7 separate regions of the Mus musculus genome follow, and all the other regions are linked to region 6. A link is a contact called in public HiChIP or PLAC-seq and promoter capture Hi-C data. All regions are on one chromosome and are shown on one strand. The core of a region is the stretch at or near the end of the contact, and the rest is flanking DNA. Distances in the headings are between cores, read along the strand shown.

What was found. Promoter capture Hi-C pulls out the DNA fragments that hold promoters and counts their contacts. HiChIP or PLAC-seq counts read pairs in DNA pulled down with a chosen protein or histone mark.
Region 1: an H3K27ac HiChIP or PLAC-seq map of thymic regulatory T cells shows a contact between it and region 6, with 4 times the contacts expected there. The contact joins the promoter of Kctd20 here to the promoter of Rnf8 in region 6. A contact is called at or near these places in 1 of 15 datasets of contacts at CTCF or cohesin (large pre-B cells) and 1 of 115 datasets of contacts at active chromatin or transcription factors (thymic regulatory T cells).
Region 2: a promoter capture Hi-C map of liver shows a contact between it and region 6, with 2.1 times the contacts expected there. The contact joins the enhancer-like site here to the promoter of Rnf8 in region 6. A contact is called at or near these places in 7 of 39 promoter capture datasets (the 3T3-L1 cell line, 3T3-L1-derived adipocytes, the C10 cell line and 3 more), 1 of 115 datasets of contacts at active chromatin or transcription factors (large pre-B cells) and 1 of 9 other capture datasets (embryonic trunk).
Region 3: a contact with region 6 is called in a promoter capture Hi-C map of pre-B cells, with 2.3 times the contacts expected there. The contact joins the promoter of Stk38 here to the promoter of Rnf8 in region 6. A contact is called at or near these places in 2 of 39 promoter capture datasets (neural stem cells and pre-B cells) and 1 of 115 datasets of contacts at active chromatin or transcription factors (memory CD8 T cells).
Region 4: a promoter capture Hi-C map of the HPC-7 cell line shows a contact between it and region 6, with 3 times the contacts expected there. The contact joins the enhancer-like site here to the promoter of Rnf8 in region 6. A contact is called at or near these places in 8 of 39 promoter capture datasets (the 3T3-L1 cell line, 3T3-L1-derived adipocytes, the HPC-7 cell line and 4 more), 2 of 115 datasets of contacts at active chromatin or transcription factors (embryonic forebrain and pro-B cells) and 1 of 9 other capture datasets (embryonic stem cells).
Region 5: a promoter capture Hi-C map of the HPC-7 cell line shows a contact between it and region 6, with 4 times the contacts expected there. The contact joins the enhancer-like site here to the promoter of Rnf8 in region 6. A contact is called at or near these places in 6 of 39 promoter capture datasets (the 3T3-L1 cell line, the HPC-7 cell line, frontonasal cranial neural crest and 2 more) and 4 of 115 datasets of contacts at active chromatin or transcription factors (astrocytes, embryonic forebrain, embryonic midbrain and 1 more).
Region 7: a contact with region 6 is called in an H3K4me3 HiChIP or PLAC-seq map of forebrain, with 5 times the contacts expected there. The contact joins the enhancer-like site here to the promoter of Rnf8 in region 6. A contact is called at or near these places in 2 of 39 promoter capture datasets (hippocampal neurons and liver), 2 of 115 datasets of contacts at active chromatin or transcription factors (embryonic forebrain and forebrain) and 2 of 9 other capture datasets (embryonic stem cells and embryonic trunk).

The regions. Positions count from the first base shown.
Region 1 is chr17:28,951,133-28,954,095 of GRCm38.p6, forward strand. It overlaps Kctd20 (potassium channel tetramerisation domain containing 20), which reads left to right and starts at 1,304. Exons shown (of 8, transcript NM_001356300.1): 1 at 1,304-1,437.
Region 2 is chr17:30,359,156-30,362,304 of GRCm38.p6, forward strand. The region is part of intron 6 of Btbd9 (BTB (POZ) domain containing 9); the gene reads right to left. Among named protein-coding and RNA genes, the nearest start is that of Btbd9, 220 kb to the right of the region's middle. Within about 2 kb of position 1,691, at least 22 of the 459 cell types and tissues checked have an H3K27ac peak or open chromatin away from gene starts, as enhancers often do. A contact at or near this core is called in liver, where this site is marked.
Region 3 is chr17:29,006,217-29,009,580 of GRCm38.p6, forward strand. It overlaps Stk38 (serine/threonine kinase 38), which reads right to left and starts at 1,779. Exons shown (of 14, transcript NM_134115.3): 1 at 1,495-1,779.
Region 4 is chr17:30,278,769-30,281,775 of GRCm38.p6, forward strand. All of the region lies in intron 8 of Btbd9 (BTB (POZ) domain containing 9), which reads right to left. Among named protein-coding and RNA genes, the nearest start is that of Zfand3, 280 kb to the left of the region's middle. Within about 2 kb of position 1,728, at least 65 of the 459 cell types and tissues checked have an H3K27ac peak or open chromatin away from gene starts, as enhancers often do. A contact at or near this core is called in the HPC-7 cell line and embryonic forebrain, where this site is marked.
Region 5 is chr17:30,258,531-30,261,530 of GRCm38.p6, forward strand. All of the region lies in intron 9 of Btbd9 (BTB (POZ) domain containing 9), which reads right to left. Among named protein-coding and RNA genes, the nearest start is that of Zfand3, 250 kb to the left of the region's middle. Within about 2 kb of position 1,616, at least 19 of the 459 cell types and tissues checked have an H3K27ac peak or open chromatin away from gene starts, as enhancers often do. A contact at or near this core is called in the HPC-7 cell line, liver and pancreatic cancer cells, where this site is marked.
Region 6 is chr17:29,613,524-29,616,896 of GRCm38.p6, forward strand. Rnf8 (ring finger protein 8) reads left to right here and starts at 1,266. Exons shown (of 8, transcript NM_021419.2): 1 at 1,266-1,555. The coding sequence starts at 1,445. It overlaps Gm28043 (predicted gene, 28043), which reads left to right and starts at 1,266. Exons shown (of 28, transcript NR_132314.1): 1 at 1,266-1,555.
Region 7 is chr17:30,387,511-30,390,629 of GRCm38.p6, forward strand. The region is part of intron 6 of Btbd9 (BTB (POZ) domain containing 9); the gene reads right to left. Among named protein-coding and RNA genes, the nearest start is that of Btbd9, 190 kb to the right of the region's middle. Within about 2 kb of position 1,486, at least 17 of the 459 cell types and tissues checked have an H3K27ac peak or open chromatin away from gene starts, as enhancers often do. A contact at or near this core is called in forebrain and hippocampal neurons, where this site is marked.

The sequences.
Region 1 (2,963 bases), core at 54-2,553, 660 kb before region 6:
GTTTTGAGACATGGTTTCCTCTGTGTAGCCCTGGCTGTTCTGGAATTCACTTTGTAGACCCAGTTTCCTGACTGGATTCCCTGACTTCCCTTAGTGACAGGTGGTATGGGGGAAACTGGGCAAGGTAGACCCGTCCCCCTCCTCCCCTCCCCCCCCCAGAAGCAACATAAGCCAAATAAGGGGGACCTCGATTTCCTGATCCTCCTGCCTCTACCTCCCAAGTGCTAGGATTAATGCTGTGCACACAGGTATTCCCTATATTTTTTTGCGTGGTTTTATTAGTTTATTTAGTGCTCAGCAGCAGTTTTAAAGTAGAATAATGTCAGCACTTGGGAGACAGGGACAGGAGGATGAGGAGTCCAAAGCCATCCTTGGCTACACAGCAAATTCAACATGGGCTGCGGCGTCACATCTCAATAAAATGAACTCGGACCTGGAGACGTAGCTCAACTGGTAGAATAATGGCCTAGGGTGCATGAAGCCCTGGGTTACACCAGAGCCCTTCATAATTCGGCTACGGTAGGGCTTGTCTGTAACCCTATCCATCACTCACATGGTGAAGGTCGGATCAGAGGTGCAAGGCCATACTGGGATAAAGGAGACTGTCTCAAAAAACAAAGAACACCCCATGTATTAAGAGTGGAGAGCCAGGGAGGAGGGAGAAGGGAAATAAAGGTTAAAACAAGCAAACCCCCAATAGAACGAAACACCCAAAACTAGAAGTCTGTGCAATCATTGTGATGGTGTAATCAACTGGTCTGATAACTTTCTTAAGTACAAAAGCCACAAGTCCCCGTGACCCTGAGAGATGGAGCCAGGTTCCTCCTCTCAGGTTCCCTTGTGCGGTTCACAGGAAGCAAGGCAACCAGCTTTCTAATAGTTTGCTTCCAGGTAACATGAAACCTGTAGAATCTTGTTTGCTATCGCAGATTGTTCCGTGAAACTCAAGAGTTGGGGGGAAGTTTTTGTTTTCTCTTTTATCTTGTTTTGTTGTTGTTGATGTTTTTCTGTCTTTGGGCTGCAGTTCATATCCATCCGCCACACAAAGGCGATAGGCTCATCTTTCCGTGAGCATCACGCGTTCCGGGGCGACCCAGCCTCTTTCACCTTCGAGCCTGCAGCTCGCTTTCCTGTCTGAGCCCCTTGGGTGATGGAGCGCAAGCGGCGGCGGCGCGCGTTACTGGGCCGCCCTGGCGAAGAGCCCCAGTTCCCGGCCGGCCGGGCAGGCAGGCGAGGCCCCGGCCTATGGCGGAGTCCGCGGCGGGGGCGGGGCGAGCCGCGCGGCCTTCCCGGCATGCCCCGCGGTGGGCGGGGCTCTTGTTTTGAAGGGCCGGGTGACTCAACCGGGGATCCGCGGCCAGGGCGGGGGCGCGCGGTGGCCGGAGCTTGGAGGTGGCTTCGGGGCTCGGTGTCGGAGAGCGCGGCAGCAAGCGGCCGGTGAGTGCCGAGTGACAGGGTGGGCGGGCGAGCGGGCAGGTGATGGCGCGGGCTGATGATGGCGGCGGGCGCGACGCTGCGGCCTGAGAGGCCCCGTGCGGGCTCCTCCCCGGCCTGGGGAGAAAGGAGAAGCCGGGCGAGGCTGCCGACCAACCACGCAGGGCCACCGGTAGCCCAGGCTGGGGAAGGTTGGTCGCGCTTTCCCAGAACCTCTGGAATCTTCTGTCGGTCCTGTCGCCCCTCTGTTGTCATCCCATGCTTAGTGCAGAACTGGGAGATTTTTTTCTTGCATATAAGAACTTTTTATAGCAGACAGTGTCGTCAGGCTTGCGCCATGAGGACACCTCCTCCCCTTTGTGGGAATTTGTCATTCTTTCTGAACATTCCTGGATTGGGCTGATTTACTATTTAGAAGTAAATCTAATCTTTTAAGTGAGAATTCAGCAAACGAACTAACAGACAGGCCAGGAACTCTGACCAACCAAGCTCTTTCACGGTGTCTGTTTGCTGATAGACAATTGTTTACCTAGAAATTTGAGATTTCTTTTTAAATGATCTCCCAAACAGAATGTTGGAATAATATTAGTTGTGACGAACCTTGAATTAGAACGTCAACCCCACTCCAGAGGAACAAAAACAAAATCTTAAAGTAGCAGTTCTCAAACGCGTTTTGCAGGTCGCTAGCACGGCTCCCAGAAATTAATTCTAGAAATCTAGGGTGGACCCCTGAGTCTACTAGTGCTGGCAGGCAACCACCCCGCTTGGGCCGCCTTGGTAAGCCAGGAACCGGACCTTAGGAAACCAAGATTAGCTTGGCCTGAGGACTGTAAATACTGTCTCATGTCCTTTTCTTTCTGTTGACTTACTCCTCTCCTGTCCGTAATCAGTCGGGAGTCAAGAAGCCCTGATTCGGAAGGCTGTGTGAGAAAGGATAGTGCTTTCTGGAGCCCTTACATGAGAGCAGGAAATGGCTTTTTATCCATATCCTGTTATTGCCTGGGTGGGAGAAAGATGGCGTGGATCAGGCTAACCCACCTTGTTTCTCTCAGGAGCCTGTTGGTAGGATCGTGGGAGCTTGAGCATGTCATTAGGTCTTGGCTCCCACCTCAGCTCTCTGCTTTCCTTCTCATGGTATCAGCCAGGGAGTGCCCGGAGCCTGGGGGGTCTCTGATTCCCTGGGATGTGCCAGCATCAGTAGTATTTATGGGCTTTTAGTTGTGGGTATCAATTCACTAGCTACAGAATATCTGAATGATGCCTAGCTTACACAGTACAACTGAAGTAAGGCATGTTAGAGACAGTATCCCAAGCGTGGCTCAGAATTCCCTTGCTGTCTGGCAGAAATGAGGGTTGGATGACCTCCACATCTGCCAAAGGTGTTTTCTACATCTTGATGTCTCTTGAGACTCCACAGGGATATTAAAGGTAGCCATGAGGGTTTGGCGTTTTTCTTGGCTTTGGTGGCTTTGGATGTCTGGCTACTTATTGATGGTTTTGTTGTTGTTGTAGATGACGTACAAAAACAG
Region 2 (3,149 bases), core at 441-2,940, 750 kb after region 6:
CTTTCTAGGCTGCCTTGGTGCCCATCAGACTGCAGTTCCCTCTGCACACTGACAGGTTCAAGCTCCTGAAACATCTTCAGCACCTCCTTTCTTCTGTGCTCTGTAAAGCAACAACTTGCAGTGCCTACAACCATGCAGAAGGCAAGGTACAGAAGAGAAGGAAGGAAGGAGAGATGCCCTGGGCAGAGCTGGAAGCCCTAGTGTGGTCTTGGTGTTGGCCCCCGCACTTGCTGACAGCACTCTGGACACTTGACCAGGAATCAAGGCTTTTGGTGATTCTTTAAGAAGGAGTCTTACTCTGAAATGAGGAAAACTGGCTACAAATCATCACTAGAAAAGGGAAAGCCAGTCTGAGTGAAAGCTGTGTTGAGAAATGGGTGTTCAGTCACAACAGCCCAGGAGCGCGGGCGGGCCAGCCCTCGCCTGCTCTCTAATGAGGCTTGTGCTCATTTCCTGCCTTGGTTCCATCAGCCCTCCCTGCTCCCTGATTATAAATTCCACTTTGCTTTCATCTGGGTAACTTTTAGCTCCTTGTAATATAAAAGACTTAAGTGTGTCTGCGATGGCAAAGTGACATCCAGTATGGAATCCATATCACTTTCTTTTATTTCATGACCACTATTACTCATTAGACCTGCCTCCTTGAATATAATATATTACTTTCTGTGTAAATGGGAGGACAATCATATTAAAAGTCATAAATGTACCTCATTTAAATAAACTACCCAAGCTCCAATGCTCCAAAAATCATAAAACAGAATTGAAAACAAATGAATCTTTGCTTTGGGCTTAAGGCTTATGAATTAAATCAGCTATTAATCAGACTTGGAAAAACACTGGCTCTTTTCCCATGGTCGCTACTATGGAGTTATTTTAAAGGATCAATAGAGCTCACTAACCTACATGACTTTCTGGTACTTCTACTCCCTGGTTTACCTTAGAACTTATTGCTAATTACCGTGGGTCTAAGAGAATCCACACAGAAGTGACAATACACATAAATTATTCACAGGGCCATTCATCTGCAATGGACATCCCATCAGATTCAACCTTGTAAGTGTCACAGGACCAGTTATTTTTACATCAGATTGTATTTTATAGGAAATAATAAAGACGCTATAGCAGCACAATAAATCCCCACTAGCAGAAGATCTGCATTTCATTGCAACAAATGCCTCTACTCTATTAAGCAAGCACTGAAGTCTGCCTTTAATGCTTTGGAGTCAAAGGTTTCCCTGGTATTGTTTGCAAACTTGCAGGAGCCTGAGGCTGAAGGTTGATGTGAAACATTAAGGACACTTTTGCCATTGTTTGTTTGTTTGTTTGTTTCCTCCTCCTTTCCAGATTTCACACAGGAAACAGGACTCTTAGAACCAGAAGGCCTTGCTCTCATCCAGAAGGACCTTGCTCCTGGCATTTATTTTCCTCATCTAAAACATTTTCTCTTCTCGGCTGTGATCCATTGTGTCTCTGTAACAGAACCATGTTTATCATCCAAGGCTTATCACATTGCTCTTGCTGACTGTGTGGTCAGCAAAAACCAAGTTGATGAGTCTGGATGTAAGGAGTTGGCAGCCCCCGTGGCTCTAATGGATCTCAGCAGTATTAGTTTACTGAAAGAGGATCTGTACAGCCCAGGACAATTTACCATTCTGTGGACTGTGCACAGATGACACCCTTTATTGTGCAAGAGTTGAACTTTGGCTCTCTTCCTAAAGAACAGAAATTCACTCTGCAAGTATCCAGCAGTGAAGCAGCAGTGAGGAGAAGCAGCCTGGTGTGGTGGGCACAGAACACCTGGAGGACTCCCAGAGCTCATCCAGCAGCAGACAAGACAGGCCTGCTCTGCCCAGGGTGATACACAGTCATGTGCAGGAACATGGGGTGTATGAGATGGGCACTTCTCAAGGTCACTTTGATAGCCATGATCCATTACTGAAGGACAGGCTGCTGCTCTCGCCTGTGTGTCTTCCTGAAGCCATAGACTCTACTATCTGTACTCTGCATGTCAGCATACTCAAAATAATGTAGACAAGGCTAGCTCAGAAATGCACCACAGTGACTCCTGTAAGCAGCCATGGCCATTCTTTAATGCCTCCAGACCGTTCTTCCCTGCACCTAACTGTGATAAGAAACATTTGAATGTCCTTATTCCTTATGCCCCTTTTTGTCTCAATGGCTAATTTAATTTTCATAAAAATGAAGGGAAAGACTAATATAAGTTTTAGACAACAAATATAAGACCAAGAGGGATGGTTTTATGCACAGAGTAATAACACAAAAAGAAAAAGAAGTCGCAATGGCTCAACGTTAGTAAGTAGTTTCAATGAGCTGCTCCCCACCTTGCAAATCCCACGGGCATCACAGTGTACACATGGCTCTCTCCTAGATCAGCAGTCACACATGCCATCAAGGAAAAAGCATCTCTGGAGCCCTGAGTGACAGGATTTTTAGCCATACCTTCAGCATTCTCATAGCCCCACATCTAAAGTAATTAAAATTTAAATATCACCAAAATTCCTGGGAGACTCTATCTTTGTAAAAACTGCCAGTTTATCCTCTTCCAATGCAGAGTCACATTCGTTATTAAAAGATGCTAAGCCTAATCACAGGCTGATGAGGAACACTAATTTGTCACTTCCCCGGGCTATTTCTGCAGCTGTGAGGTGGGGTTTCACTGGCTTGGCGTGGACTGACATAACTCATTTTCTAAAAGTCAAACGTATTGCTATCCAGTTGGAAGAAAATCTTGCTCCATCAATCTACAGATCCTCCAAGAAAAAAAAAAAAAAAAGGCTCACATATGCTTTAAAGTATGAAACTGTAAGACCATGTCCATCCATATTTTCAAGAGCAACAAATCATTCTTTGTGTTTATTTTCTTTTTGAAAGAGAGTATGTTCTTGACTTCTTCAGCACTGACACCAAAATCACACATGGGGTGCTAAGTGCTTAGTACCCTCAAGCTGAGCCACTGAAGCACTTAGCACCCTATGTGTGCTCGTCCTCCCAAGAACCTCCCAACCTGACACAGGTGTGTGTCTCACTACCACTGATGCATTCACAGCTCCTCTGCAGCCAGCAGACTCTTATACTTGCCAGGACACAAATATAACACCGGCTGCCAGAGTTTATGGAAATGCTAATCA
Region 3 (3,364 bases), core at 529-3,028, 610 kb before region 6:
TCCTGTCTCGGACACACATACACACACACACACACACACACACACCCAAAAAAAGGGTCACAAGAGGAAGGCAGAGGCAAGTGGATCTCCTAGTTAGTGATCAGACTGGTCTACACAGCAAGTTCCAGGACAGCCAGCACTACACAAAGAAACCCTGTCACAAAAATACATTAAGGAGGGGTTGGGGATTTAGCTCAGTGGTAAAGTGCTTGCCTAGCAAGCCCAAGGCCCTGGGTTCGGTTCTCAGCTCCGGAAAAAAAGAAAAAAAAAAAAAATACATTAAGGAAAAAAAAAGGGCCAACCAGAGCGAGCAGAGGTCCTAAATTCAATTCCCAGCAACCACATGAAGGCTCACAACCATCTGTACTGCTACAGTGTACTCATATACATAAAATAAATAAAGAAATCTTTAAAAAAAAAAAAAGGAAGAAAGGAAGGAAGGAAGGAAGGAAGGAAGAAAGGAAGGAAGAAAGAAAAGTAAAGTCACAAGTCACAAGTGGGCTGGTCTGTGGAGGCATATTCCTTTAGGAGGCAGAGACAGGAGGATCTCCGTGAGTTCTAGGCCACCTTAGTCTACAAAGCAAATTCCAGGCCAGGCATAGGTACACATTCAGACCCCATCTCAGACAAAATGCTCCATTTGTGAAGTCCACTCCCGGGAGTGGAGAACATGCCTGATGTTGAAGTGGGTGTGTGTGTACACTGGTGTGCTGTCCAGAGTCTGAGGACAGAGCCATCGGGTTAGGAGGAAGCTGCTATCTGATGTTTGGGTGGGGTGGGGCAGGGAGCTATTCTTGCAGCGATGTGGTTTGTTTTTTTTTGTTTTGTTTTGTTTTGTTTTTTTTGTTTAGGGAAACCGTATGTACTGGCTACTTCACAGCCAAGGTGAGCTGAAGGAAGAGGAAGCAGTGAAGCTACTTCACGCCGCTGACCTTCCTATTCATCTTGAAAAAGAGCAAGATTCCCCTATGTCTCTGGGTCCTTTGCAGGGCGCCGCTGGCAGCAGCCGTTATGCGCTTTCTGACACACTTTTCCTCCGACTCTTCTGCCACTTTTCCCTGTCCTCCAGCTCGGTCCCTTTTCTCGAATTTTAACAGTCTGCAGTCCACGGGCGGGGATCTTAAGGTGAGGGGAAGCCCGGTACCCCCTGATCGCGGACTAGGGGGACAGCCTCCAAGGTCCCACACCTACCCCGGGGTGGGGGGAGCTCTCGAAGTGCAGACACCCTCTGGTTCTCTCATCCTAAGGTGCAGAGTGGTACTGACCGAGGTCAGAGGGGACGAGCCGGTGGCAGCAGACACACAAAGCTGGCGACTAGGAAAGGAGGGAGCGGCTGCCTGTCCCGGTTGAGGACAGAGGCGTAGAAAGAGAGGGACGGACAAGGGGGCTCTGGGGACCACAGAGAGAACGCTGACAGGAGCCCTGGAGTGCACAGGAGCTGTGGGACGGCCGGACGAGGCGGCAAGCCTGAGGCGACGGCCGGGAGACACTCACCAGACCCAGGGGGGAGGGAGGCGCGGGGCCGACGGCTACAGAGACGGCGCAGACGCGACGTGCGGGCGGCTCCAGAGCGACCGCGACACGCCGGGGACTCCGAATGAGCGCAGCTGCCGATCCGCGACAGGACAGGACAAAAGGAAGAACCCCAACTGCCGGAAAAGACGGCGGCGCGGAGGGGCCAAGGCTCCCCCGGTACCCCCTCAGACTGTGGAGAGGGGCCGCCGCGGCTGAGACTGCGCATGCGCCCCCCGCCAGCGGCGCTCGCCGGGCAGCGGGACTGCGCGTGCGCGGCGGCGCCCCGCCCACATTTCACCCCTCACCCGACTGCGCCTAGCCGAGGAGGCCCTACGAGTGCAGAGCGGGGCGGGCTCCCTGGTGGCTTTGTGATGGGCTGGACTAGCTGGCCTTTGTTATGTTACTTTTTCTTTTGAAATAATTATAGACTCGCCAGAAGTTACAAAACGAAAACCTGGAAGTTCCGTAAAAGCCAACACCCACCCAGCTTCCCTCAAGGTCTTACATAAGGCACCGGGCTCTGCACCCGGAAATTAACATTGGCTCTCTATCAACTAAACCAATGCAATCAACTACCGTGACGGGGATTTAGCATTTGGCGTGCACTCGCTGGATGATGTCTTTAGTTCTCTGAAATTTAATCTGAGTTTTACCCCATCCTCCTTGACTTCAGATCATTGTGGCCATAAGTCTGTTGGAACCCGTGGCCCTTCCTATTTTTCGTTATTGTAAAGGATTAACGTGCCTTTGTTTGGGATCAGGTGATCTCTCACACCTAACACCTCTCCATTGTGCACAACTTAAAGCCTCTCATTGATTTCCAGAGAACTGAGCCCAGTGCCCTCGATTAGAAAGTTTTAAAGTCCTGAAAAAACGATGAATGGCTCCCTAGAAAGGAGTCCTCTGGGAGCAAGCGAGAAGAGAGCTCCCTCCTGTTAGTCACTTCCCAAGCCGCCCCTAGTAAGTGTTCTGATTTTCCCTTTTCTTTTATGTTTTTTTGTTTTGTTTTTTGTTTTTCGAGGCAGGGTTTCTCTGTGTAGCCCTGGCCGTCCTGGAACTCACTTTGTAGACCAGGCTGGCCTCGAACTCAGAAATCCACCTGCCTCTGCCTCCCAAGTGCTGGGATTACAGCAGGTGTGTGCCACCGCCACCACCACCACCACCACCACCACCACCCCCGCTTTGATTTTGGTTTGGTTTTTTTTTTTTGGTTTTTTTTTTTTTTTTTGGTTTTTCGAGACAGGGTTTCTCTGTATAGCCCTGGCTGTCCTGGAGCTCACTTTGTAGACCAGGCTGGCCTCGAACTCAGAAATCCGCCTGCCTCTGCCTCCCGAGTGCTGGGATTAAAGGCGTGCGCCACCACCGCCCGGCTGATTTTGTTTTTAATTGCATTGTAATTATTGAATTCATTATCTTGCTAATACTTTTTTTACTTTTTTTTTTTTTTTTTTTTGCCTCTTAAAATTTTTTTGAGACAGTCTTATGTAGCTCAGGGTCTCAGGGTAACACAAACAACGTGTTGCTGAGGGTAAACCTTGAACTCTCGAAATCCTCCTGCCTTAGCCTCTCAAGTCCTGATGTGGGTTACATCATGTCTCTCATTTGAAAATAAATTCCCAAGCAGGGGTAGTGGTGCCTGCTGCTACTTCCCCCTTTCCTCTTCCCCACAGGGCAACGCTCATCAGCTGACTCTGAGTACTTTTTCCAACACAGATCCAGAATGGGGCTTGATGTGCAATGGCCTGGTGCTTCTCAGGCACTGGTGTGCGTTGGCCTGGTGCTTTCACTGTGTGCATACAAATAGCCCCCTAAGACTATAGGGGCTGGGTAGAGGGCTCAGCAGTTAAGA
Region 4 (3,007 bases), core at 478-2,977, 670 kb after region 6:
ATCGCCTTTCTATTCTTCTATTAAGAGTCCCTGGGGAATGCAGGGTCACGGTGACTCGAGTGGAAAGGGACACTGATGGATATCGGGTTATCAAGTGCAGGGCTCTGACTTCTACCCGGGGAGTTTTATAAGATCCAAATTCATGTGCCAGGATGCATACTTGTTTGGGATTTAGGCTTCATCATGAATCAGTCCTTTTGTTGATTCTACTGAAAAAGCAGGTTCAGTTTTAACCCTACAAGCAAACCTGAACCAGGCTCCCCTCTTCAGGTTGGAACTGGGCTCTTGTTAGGCACAGTGTACCGCCCACACCACCCGCGCGTCTGTCTGCCTGCAAAGTCTGTTCTTAGGTATTTGCACCGACAGCATAGAGACGTTTCTGGCTTGTAACCTGGCCGGGAATGTTTGCAGAGTGTGATCTCTCAGCAAAGACACTCCTTGTGACCTTAAAGAAGATGAGCTCCTTAAGCATACCCCTCCCCCTCCACCCCACTATCAGAAGCCATTTTCAAAGAGGCAGACTTTATCCTACCAGAGAGATTCACAGCCGCAGATCAGGTCTGTGAATGACTGCCACAGACCTCATTACCTAATGAGCACCGAATAAACGCCTGGTGACATTACCGGTTGGCTCCTCCATCTCCCCTTATTCTTACAGTGGAGTCTCCCTAAAAACAGCGAGGTGCTGGCTTTTTATAAAATTGATTAACAGATGTGATTCTGCTTACATCTTCCATAAATGCTCTGGCTGGTTGCATACCATTGATTACCCGGGGCTCAGTTTACAGCAACTAATTGCTCTCCTTGCTGCTGTTTTGATACAAAATTCGATACTGAATATGATTTCAAAACTCTTGTCTTTGTGGCCTGAGTCAGAAGTGACTGGAGGCAAACCCAGTGGACTCAGTTTTCCCTTCTTAAAATAATTGCTCTCTCATCAGTCTGTGAAGAAAGTTTCCAAATTGTAGCATTCTAATTGGAAAGCCTGCATTATGCATGCGATGACAAACTGCGTTGTGCTGAATGGCAGTTTTTTTTATCCCTTTCTTAAAGGATTAATTCCATAGCAGACCGTGAACAATGGCTGAAGCCTAACAGGAGAGATCAACAGCTTCTCCACTGAATTGGGGCCTTTAGACCAGGAGCAAGGGCCTACTGGCCTGTTTCTAATTGCCTAGTGTCTGTGGTAGCCTCCCTGGAAGACATGGAGACACAACACACTGTTGCTGTTGCTAAGAACTTCCTCATTCGGGGAAAACAGCCAACCAAAGCAAGATCAACAACCAGGCTATTAGTGACGTTATACATTATTGAATTCACTTATAAATGGTCAGTCAAAGACATTCATAACCTCAAAAAAGTATAAATAACATTCTTAGACAACCAACCTTTAAGTTCCTCAGAAATATTGTCTTTCACTAAACATTTCCAAAAATTCTTTACCAGGCACGAAGCACCATTAGGTAAATCTTCGAATCTACTTAAGCTCACCCCATGACCTTCAATGTGTGCCTTGGCTGGGTACCTGGGGTTCTTTCAGTCTCAAGCTGATAGCCCTCTGCATATGTACTGGAGGGCTTGGATGACTGTGCGCCACATGGCATTCTCTCTGAAAACTGCCTGCAGTCCCATTTCAAAACGGTGTGGGAGTTCCTGGGCCCAGTGTGTCCTGCAATCCTGGTTGCAGCCTAGGAAGCAGACGCTTGCTGAGCTAATCACACTTCCTGCCTCAAAACCAGAGGGTGTGGCCTCAATTGGCCCTGCCCCTTACATGAGATAATGAGGAGGCGAGGAGGCAGACACTCCTGGGCGGCACCAGGAGGGAAGGAGCCGTGGACACCTAGTGGGGCTGCTGCTGACACAGGCAGGCCCACCATGTGCCACCAGGGTTCATGAGAAATTACCCAATCACAAGGAAGCTCCCTTTATGGCTTAAACCATCTTTACTTGGCTTCTGTCACTTGGAACCAATCAAGCTAAGAGCACACTTGAGCAAGGTCTTCCTGCTGCAGGAGAGGTGGTTTCTGTAGAGGTTGAGAGAGGCTGGACTGAGGTGTGGGATGACAAGGCGAGGGGTGAGGACTGGCTCAGTGAGGGAGCTCTGCAGGGACTGGACTGTGCACTGACTAATTACCAAGCACACTTCAAAACCACCAAGCAGGGGGGTTGGGGAGCTTGACCAGAGGGAAAAGGAGGCCACAGTGCAGGTCCAAGGATCCAAGGGGCAGGGAAGTACTGTGTACTACTGGGCTGAGGGGTAGACTGAAGCCAGAACAGAGATCTGGAAACAGATCAGATGCTGCAACCAAGTGGGGATCTAAGGCACTTGAGCCTCATTGAAGAATATAGTTCTCACTGTTCTGGTGCAAAGAAGACAGACACAATGTGAGAGCCCTTCTCTGACTCCTATGGTCAACAGGGGCAGACAGCCAGTGCAGCTATCTGATGTTGCTCCAGACTGACTAGTGATAAATGGAGTTTCCCACAAATGAGAGGGTTTCTTGTTGTCTGCCATGGCATCTGATAGTGTGCCTCTCCTCCGGTTAGGAGCAGGGTCCAACTGAGCAGAGCTGCTGGAGGACCCAAGTCCAAAATGAGATCCTCAGCAGAGTCTGAAGAGGACAAACGCTGCCCTGAAGATCCCAGAAATGAGAAGACTGAAGGAGCTGTGGCCACAGTGGCCAGGCCTCCAAGGACACAGCCTCCTAGGGCAGAAGGAACACTGGACTTCTAGAATCAGGAGGGAACTGCAAGCCGCTCACCAGAAGGAAGGTGTTCTTGGCAAGTACACTAGGCAGAACCCATCAAGGCCTCCACGTACTGTGGGACGCTGCTTAATCTCTCAAAGCTAGGGCACCTTCTGTTACACTTACAGCCAGGCGGCTGACAGGGAGAGCTGGGAAGGGCAGGGTCCAGCCTTCCTTCTAAGGCATTCTCAGATGACCTGACTCTTCCACTAGGCCTTACTTCTAAAAGGTTCCTCCATCGATGAAAACATCTCTGTGAC
Region 5 (3,000 bases), core at 366-2,865, 650 kb after region 6:
CACTGAAAAAAAGAAAGAAAAAGAGAGTATCCTAAAAGGTCAGTAGCCTGGGGGTCGGAGAGCAGCTGAAAGCAAAAGCAGGCTTACTGTAACCACAGCCCTGCTCTGCCAGAGGACTGTGCTGCAAACAGACTGAAGCCAGACAGACATGTGGGAAGGCTGCCTCCCTGTGACACCATGGTTCTCATGCACTGCTAAAGTTAACCACTGAGATCACCTCAGAAGGCCAGTGACAGAAGAAAGACTGGCATGCTCATCTTGTCAGCAAAGACCCAGGCCTCAGATACCCACATATCTGGAAAACGTCACAGGAGAAATCAGGCAAGGAACGATAGCCACAGGTACCCAGAGCCAATGCTTGCTGCTTTAGCATAGGCTTTGCATAGGTGAGCTTCGGTTTGACCCTCTCTTCTGGCCTCAATGGGCACCAGGCTCAAATGGTGCGAGTAAAACATTCCATACATACAAATAAAAAATAAAAATGACTCTTAAGAGAACTGGAAATCCTAATGCTATTCAAATGATCTACACAAACCCCCATGACAACAGGCTGGGCTAGAAACCAAAACCCAGGAAACAAGTGAAAATCTGGCTACCAATAGCACTAGGACTCTTGGGATTTTGGTAGCAATTGAGTTGTTCTATGCACGTTTGATTAAAATTGTGCTTCCACCTGGGCCAGTGCACTTCAGGCACAGACTCAGCCTTACATGCAGAGGGACCATTTCAATTGGAGACACGGCAGGAGGAAGGAGACGGGATGTCCAGACTCGGATCTGGGAAACAAGGGGCTTCAGAGATGGCTGGCCAGGAGGACGACAAGCACAGCCCTGAGCAGCCCTGCAAATGTGGGGTGCAATCAAGGGCTCCATGGGCACCTGCCCCACCTCTCTGCTCAGCAGCTGAGCCCTGGAAAGATGCTTACTATTTTCATTTCTAATAACAGTCCTTGTGATCTATCCATTTGTCCTGGGATTTGAACACTTTTTTCTAACTGATTGTTTTAAATTTCTAATTATTTTTAGTTAGCATACAAAATGAAGCGTATTCATTGTGACATTTTTATACACAGATTGTTGTAGTTTGCTTATATCCACCCTCTGCTAGCCCTCTTCCCCTCCCCCAATGATGCAAATCCTCTTCCTCCTCCTGTTTCCTTTATGCCTTCATGTTCTCAATCCATTATGAGAGGAAACATGAAACCTCTCTTGTCCCCTCTTAGTCTCTCTTGGTCCCCACCCTGGCTTTACCTCCCTCCTTCCTCTTCCTTGTAACTTCAGTGGACACTCGAAGCAAGCTCTTCAACTCCAGGTTGCTTTTACTTGAGAAGGGGGCAGTGGACAGGAGTCCTCTGTGATGTATGTATGTATGTATGTATGTATGTATGTATGTATGTACGTACGTATGTATGTATGTATGTGATGTACACACTGTCTAGAGTGTGGGAGTCGCCATAGGCTCACACACTTGAGTGCTTAGTCCTCAGTTGGTAGGGCTGTTTGGGGAGGCCATGGACCCTTTAGGAGGTGCAGCATTGCTAGAAGAAGTATGTCACCAGGGCAGGCCTTTTCAGGGTTTATACCTCCCCCGCTTCCTGCTGTTTCTCAGTTCCCTGTATACGGCTGAGAGGTTGCCAGCCAGCTTTCTGTTCTGCTGCCAGGCCATGCTGTCCTGGCCATGAAGGATTCTATTCCTCTGGGAACATAAAGCAAAATAAACCCTTTCTTCTGTAGGTTGTTTCTGTGCATTATCACAGCGACGAGAACGCAGCACATCAGGGAGTGGTCTGCTCTTTCCCTCCTGACTCCTCCAGCACACAGAGCTTATCAACCTGCTTTTCCATTGAACAAATATGATCTTCCGTGCCAAAAAGGCAAGATGGCAAGGTCACCTTTTGCTTTTTTGTTTGTTTGTTTTTTGTTTTTCGAGACAGGGTTTCTCTGTGTAGCCCTGACTGTCCTGGAACTCACTCTGTAGACCAGGCTGGCCTCGAACTCAGAAATCCGCCTGCCTCTGCCTCCCAAGGGCTGGGATTAAAAGCGTGCACCACCACACCCGGCCGGCAAGGTCACCTTTTAAATGAGATGTCATCTTACAACTTCTGCCTCTTCTCTGACTTTAGCAAGTCACAAAAGAAGGTAAGAGTCAGGACAGACATCTTCAGGAGGATTCAGTCAGAAAACAGTGCCTAGTGACCACAGAAGCACCAGGGCTCATGTCACAGGGATCCACGAGGCCTCTGTGACATCCCCAAATCAATAGCTGTTGGTCTTGTTCATGGTAGAACCATTGAGAGACCTACAGAAGGAAATGCATGACTAAGTGATTCCAGGAGACAAGAGGAGGGGCAGCATGACAAGCAAGCTTAGATTGTTAGAGAAGGATGTGCAGTCTTACGGACCTGGGATCAGCAAGGAAAGGCAAAAATGTTGACACAGAGGCAAGGGAGGTTACAGTGTAAAGCTTTTGCCTATTTATATTTTAAATGTATTTTCTGGTGACTAAGAAAATTAAAAATCAATGCAAGCACTCCATCAAATCTTGAAAGCCTGTGACTTGGGTGAGAAAAGCAAACAGCATGACGAGACACGCCCCTCCCCCCATCAGTAAGGGCACCGAGTCATGGGGTAAGTCCCCTTTATACTTAAGATGCAATCTCCCGTAGGAAATTTAAAACAATAACTTGAGACTTGGCAGTTTTATGATCCAAGCTATTGAGCTAGCTTCAAGATGCACTAATCCCTTGAGAAAAAGCCAGGACACAGTGGAAGGCAGCTCAAGAACGCACAGCATCATTTACTTGTACACGGCTATCTTAGAACTGTTTATTTGCCTTTGACACTTGAGGACAAGAGTAACCATTACACATTTTGGACAAGCTTGGAAAGCTAACTTATCTATTTTGTGGAAAAAATATGCCTCTGAAACTATCATGTTGTTGAGAAGGGAAACCCCCGAATTCTGGCTGTAACTAAGCCAAGCAGAAAGCCTCTGTTTCCA
Region 6 (3,373 bases), core at 16-2,515:
TCCAACAACCTCTTCTGGTTTCTGCAGCCATTGGGCATGCACTTGGCTCAGAGACATACATGCAGGCAAAACATGTACACATATATCTTTTTTTTATTTTTTTTAAGATTTATTTATTATATGTAAGTACACTGTTGCTGTTTTCAGACACACCAGAAGAGGGCACCAGATCTCATGATCTCCTTTCGGGTGGTTGTGAGCCACCATGTGGTTGCTGGGATTTGAACTCAGGATCTTCAGAAGAGCAGTCCGTGCTCTTAACCGCTGAGCCATCTCTCCAGCCCATACACACATATCTTAAACACCCAAACTTCAGCGTGGAGAGAGAAGGGAGAGTTTCATCTCCCTAGCCCCTTCAAGCCCATTTCCATTCCTTCTGTACCCTGTATGAGCCCCAGGTAATGCGATCCATCTCTACAGATTTGCCTGGTATAATTTTTAAAGATTCAGAAACAAAATGAGGTCATGAAAAACAAATAGATGCTAAATAGGAATAGACTGAATCAACCTTAAAATGATCAGACTTTTCTAAATCACTCAAAAGTGGGTTATAATGGGGTGGAGGTATAATTTAGCTACAGAGTACATCCTTGGCTGTGTGTTCAATGTTCAGAATCTCCTACTCCCAACCCAAAGTAGGCTATAGTTCTCAATAAAATGGTTATGGCCGTCATCACCGTGTTATAAAGCAATTTTTGTTTGTTTTGTAGACACGGTCTCATATCCCAGGCTGGCCTCTAACTCACTGCATAGCGGTAGATGCCCTTGAACTCCTCATCCTCCACCACACTCTGCCAAAGGAAAAAGGGGTGGGATACAAATAAAGGTTCAGGTTCATTGCTGCTGGATCTGGGGTACTGGCTTTGGAGAGCGCAGAGAGGAAAGAAGGTATTGGGAAAGTCATTATTATACTCACGAACCCAAGGAAAGAGAGTGTTTCTGTTGTTTACTATAATTTTTAATCTATAACTTTTAAGTGTTTATTACTCTGCGCGCACACAGGCGCGCGCGCACACCCACACCCACCCGCTAGGGTGCGCATTTGGAAGTCAGAGGCCAATTTGAAAAGTCAGTTTTCCCCAGCCACCATATAGGTGAAGCCTGAGCATCGTCTCCACGCTTGCCAGCAAGTAGCTTTACTCGTTGAGCCATCCTCCAAGTCCTAAAATCTATGCTTTAGTTTAGGATTTTGTCCGCAGCAGACGTTACGCTCGTCCTTCTTCAGGCTCACACCTGCGCACTTCCCGCCCGCCTCCCGCTGCGCACGCGCACTGCCCGCCTTCCCAGGCCTGGGGCGGGCCCGCGCTCTCAACGCGGTCGATCCCCGGGCGATTGCTTCTGTCTTGTGTGTAGATTAAGTTGCGCGAGAGGAACCTCGGAGGCGGCCGGAGCTCAGGCTAGAGGTTGGCTGGTTGCTGAACGCTGCCCCAGTGCCGGTCGGGCCATGGGCGAGCCCGACCCCTTGGTCTCGGGGCAGCTCGCGGCCCGCCGGAGCTGGTGCTTGCGGCGGCTGGGGATGGACTGCGAGTGGCTGCAGCTGGAGGCTGGGACTGAGGTGAGGGCGAGAGGCCTGGCGAGCTGCGGGAGCGGGGGAAGGCCGCGCACACCGGTCGGCGGGGAGGCGCCGAGGCAGCGGGCTCCGGCCACCTCAGGGCCCGGAGGGACCGGGCCGCGAGGCCAGGCGAGTCCGCGGCTTGAGGCCCGAGCTGGAGGGCGGCTGCGCGGGAGCGGGACCCGTGCCGGAGCCGCTGTAACGGACGCGGGCCTCCCAGCGAGGAGAAGGATGGGGTCGAGAACAGGCACTGTCCCAGTTAAGGGTCTATCAGAGACGGAGAAACTGAGGCAGAGGCGTCCCCACTGATTCCTAGGAGTGGCGAACCTGTCTAGGGAGTCTGAAGATGGACGCCTGGAAGGCTGCGGAGGGCGTGGACTCTCTGGAGTTGATTTTAAGTGTGATCAGGAGTTTAAGGGTAGCATGCCTAAACCCCTCGAACTGTAATACTGAAAATAAAAGTCTTCCATTCCATCTCCGAGGGGAACTGGAGCGTCGGGGTGGGCCACTCCTGAAGTGGGTCAGCCTTCTCTCCAGAAACTGCTCACAATGTAAAGCTGACTTAAAAGGCCGGTGCTGGGGATTGAACGCAGGGTCACAGAACTTGGAAGGCAAGGACTCTACCAAATGAGCTGTATCTGCAGCTCCACAAACGCAAAATTAGAAACAAAGACAAAGTGGGAGGAACAGTTCTAAGTGGGGGAGAGGTGCTGGGTGCTGTTGTGGGCTTTCAATCCTTGCAGTCTGCTCTGGAAGCAGAACTGGGTCAGGGATGCGCTTGCAATGTAGAATCCTTGAGGTTTTGGAAAGCCTGTACAGTACTGAATGTTGGTCATGTGTACTGGCTGGTCTTTTGTCAACTTGGCACACAAACCAGAGTCCTCTGAAAAGAGGGAAACTTAATTGAGCAAATGTCTCCATAAGATCCAGCTGTAAGGCATTTTCTTAATTAGTGATTGATAGGGGAGGGCCCAGCCCATTGTGAGTGGGGTTGTCCCTTGGCTGGTGCACCTGTGTTCTATAAGAAAGCAGGCTGAACAAACCAGTCAGCAGCACCCCTCCATGGCCTCTGCATCAGCTCCCGCCTCCAGGTTCCTGCCCTGTGTGAGTTTTTGTCCTGACTTCCATTGATGAGGGACTGCACTTCAGAAGTGTAAGCTGAAAAAAAAAAAAAAAACCCAAACCCTTTCTTCCCCAACTTGCTTTTTGGTCATGGTGTTTCCTTGCAAGAATAATAACCCTGAAACATCATATAAGATAAATTCAGTGAATTGGTAAGTTCGGTTTTTCTGATAAGCTGCATATTCTCAATTGAGAGGCGAATGTAGGGATTTATGGTTTGAACCAGGGGAAGAGAATTTACACAGTGAAGGAGCCTGAGAACGTCTGGGTGGGCCAAGGTGTGGCTTATTTAGTGATATTCTAGAGCAGGTCCTGCTTTAAATTAGGCATTAGAGGGCTGTTTATTTTTACCTATGAGGTCTTACTATTTTTCATCTTCATTAATCTGATCCCTGAGCATTTACTAGTCTCTCACAACCCTAGAGGGAAACTTAAGTGTTGACTTGTTCACTGAGACTCAGTTCTGTGGACTAATCTATTACTCCTGGCTAGTTGGGCACTCCTGGAGTAACGAGGGCAAGAGGACCGACCGTAAAGCACTATTGAACATACTCAGTACTGTTCCTTTGATCTGTGTGGAATTACATCTATGGGGCAAGACTCAGACAAACCAAGAGAAAGCTGAAGACTGAGGGCCTTGGGGGCCTGTGTGTAAGGGAAGCAAGCCTGCCTGGTGACCTGCAAAGTCAGGTTGCAGGC
Region 7 (3,119 bases), core at 236-2,735, 770 kb after region 6:
TGAGGGAGAATGGATACTGCAGTGAAGTAGATGCTTAGCATACACAAGCCCCCTCCCCCACACACACCAGAGCAAGTGTGTTAGGAACATAAAGAGACACTCCACACAATGCGAGAAAAATCTTTTTAAATGACAGAAATAAGGATCTAGAACCCATATTATATAGAGGTTTAAAACCCAATGGCTAAAATAAAAAAAAAAACAAAACAGCATAATCATATGTTGGCCAAGTAAACAAAAATGACTCCATTTAAAAATAAACAAAGGAGCTGAGTAAGACATCTTCCCAGAGATGACGTACACTTTCAACATCAGCAGGAAGAGGTACGCCACACACAGCACTGCTCTCCAGGAGGAGCCAATCAAGAGCACGGAGTGTCCATGAGCATGAGGACAACCACTGACAGTGTGTTACAGCAGGCGGCTCCGAGGCTCCCCATGAAAAACATTATAGCCGCTCCTCAGAGAGGTCAGCACTGAGCTGCTACAGCTACAGCCACGACAGTAACCTAGAAAGCTCTACACATGCATCTACACAGACACTGGACATGGGTGGTTCCTGCAGCTATTTCAGAAAAGCTCAAAGATTCCATTCCAAGAACCACCTAACCGGCTGACAGGCCTCCTCCTACCACTGCTGACCCTGCGGTACACCGTTATGTCACAGGCGAGAGGGAAGTGCTGCTACTCATCACAGCACAGCCAAAGCTCGAGAACATTTCAAAAAGTAAAATAAGAAAAGACCTTTGGTGTGTAAAGCATATCTCATTTTTAAAAGTGTATCTAGAAAATTAGTAACAAAATAAAGCCATTCATTTAGATTACTGACCCATTTTCTCCCAGCCCCCTCAATCCTGGGTCTTTAATATCTTAGTACACCGTTACACCAAAGTGTGTAAACTGAGCAGGTGAAGGAACAGAACACATGGATGTGATCTTATCCAGCTCAGTCTGAAATAAAGGTGCATTCACTGCTGACAGCTGATCCAGGACAATAAAAGTCAGACTGTAAAGACAGAAAGCCGCAGAGCAGAGCGAGTGAGGAAAAACCCATCCCAGGCTACCAAATACACAGACCTGTCAGCCTGGCATGCATTGAGATCTTACTCTGCCAAACGCAAATTCAAAATAAATATCAGGAATCTAGACAGAGGGAAGCTCAAACAAGCAAAATCATTTCTAGTTGTTAATGCAGATGAGAGAAAATAAACAGATGTGTTTTGTTCTGGGCTTGTTATTATCAAATTGGCACAGGCTGGAAGGCAGGGACACAGGAAGAGCACTGGGGGGGGGGCATGAAATGATGGGGTTCAGCTCACACCTCTATTTCAGGGATATTCAGAAATTACTTCACGGATAGAGGTCAGACCTTCTAGTGTTTGTCAATTCATGCTGCAAGAATGAGGCAAGAAGCTCAGCTGCGACTGCTTGGACCCTCAGTGCTTCCTGCCCAGGGATACAAAGGGATCCTTGGCTCTTCCACACACTGAAGGAGTCAGTCACAATGTACGCATCTCCAAACCAGACAGAAACTGCCTTCTGCTCCTGGCTCAGTTCTAGGATATACTGTGATGCTGGCTTCTGTCCAGAGTGTGCTGAGGAAGGACCTCTGGTGCCTCCACAGCTAACCTGGGCAGGACCGAAGCTGCATGCATCTCTCTCACTTTCAACCTTTTACAGAAAACAGAAGCTCTGTAACTGAAGATAATTTGGAAATTGGCATGAGAATTTAAAAAAAATAAATCCAATTGGACAATTATTGTAAGGCTCCTGCCAACTTTTGGTTCCTTGCCACAGAGAGTAATGATTCCTGCCAGTCACTAGGAAAAGAATAGCTTCTAGAAAAGCCAAGTTTTGATGAAAAAAAAAAAAAAAAAAACCCAGTAACCCTGCATCAGCACATAGCAACTTGTAGGGAGCTGGGGCTCTGCAAATCAGATTCAAATTCAGGAACTTAATTTTTGCTTCTGCAAAGGAGTTCCAGGCTGGGAACAGAGCTCGATGGTAGAATGTTGCCTAGAGTGTGTGAGGCCCTAAGTTCACCTCTCAGAGTAATAAGCAAGCAAACAAACCAACAAACCAATGCGAAGTTCCTGGCAAAGAATAATTATCATATGGCCTTTGCGGTGCAGACCATGGATAGATAACACGTGCTTCAAGGGCAACGCAAAGACCTCAAGTTATTCTGTCCAAGTTTATTCTGTAATGTTGAAAAGCAAAAGAAACAAACCCAAGCCAATACAGGCAGAAAGTAGCCATAGCCCCCATATGTTTCCACATTAAAGAACTAAACAAATTGGGTGTGGTAGCACTCACCTCTAACCCCAAGACTATGAAAGCAGAGGCCAAGAAAGCAAAGTTCAATTCAGCACCTAGGACAGTTCCCCAAATGCCCAGTGAGCTGAGACATTACACTCTGAACACTTTGAGAGAGTAAGCTTTATGAAGGTGGGAGGGAATTGGGAATCAACAGAAGCCTGTAGACTGTCTCTGTAAGAGGATCATTTTTGTTTGTTTGCAACAGAGTTTCTCTGTGTAGCCCTGACTGTCCTGGAAGTCACTGTAGATTCAATTGCCCTGGGTGTTAGGATCCAGGCATGCACCACCCCTGCCCCACTGTTAGAGGATCTCAAGAGGCATGTGCTAGAAAGCTGCTCACACCAAGTGGGCCTCCAAACTGAAACCTCAGCCAAGCAAGCTGGTCCACAGGCGCCTGTGAAGGACAGGGCCAGTGAGGGAGGGGTACCTAGCACCTTGTCTCAAAAAGCGAGACTACATGCTCTCAGTTAACCATGAAGAGCAGCAGCCAAGCTTTAAAAAAAAAAAAAAATCTCTGAATTGTACCACCATCACCAAAGTTTCAGCAAGGCACACAACCACAGTATACAGAACACACAGTACCATCCTCTTGTGTTTCCTGTCAGGATTGATGCTCAGGAAGAGTTATTAACTAGTGGATTTTGTTTTCACCATGATAGGGAATTGGCACTCCCAGTCACAGAGAGTTCATGGCAGCGAAGGACTGAGCCATCACTCTGATACCCTCACATAGGGTTAGGAATGGACAGACTGCTCAATGTCAAATGAGAGAGTGCTCTAAGGAAGTTCTATGTGTATTA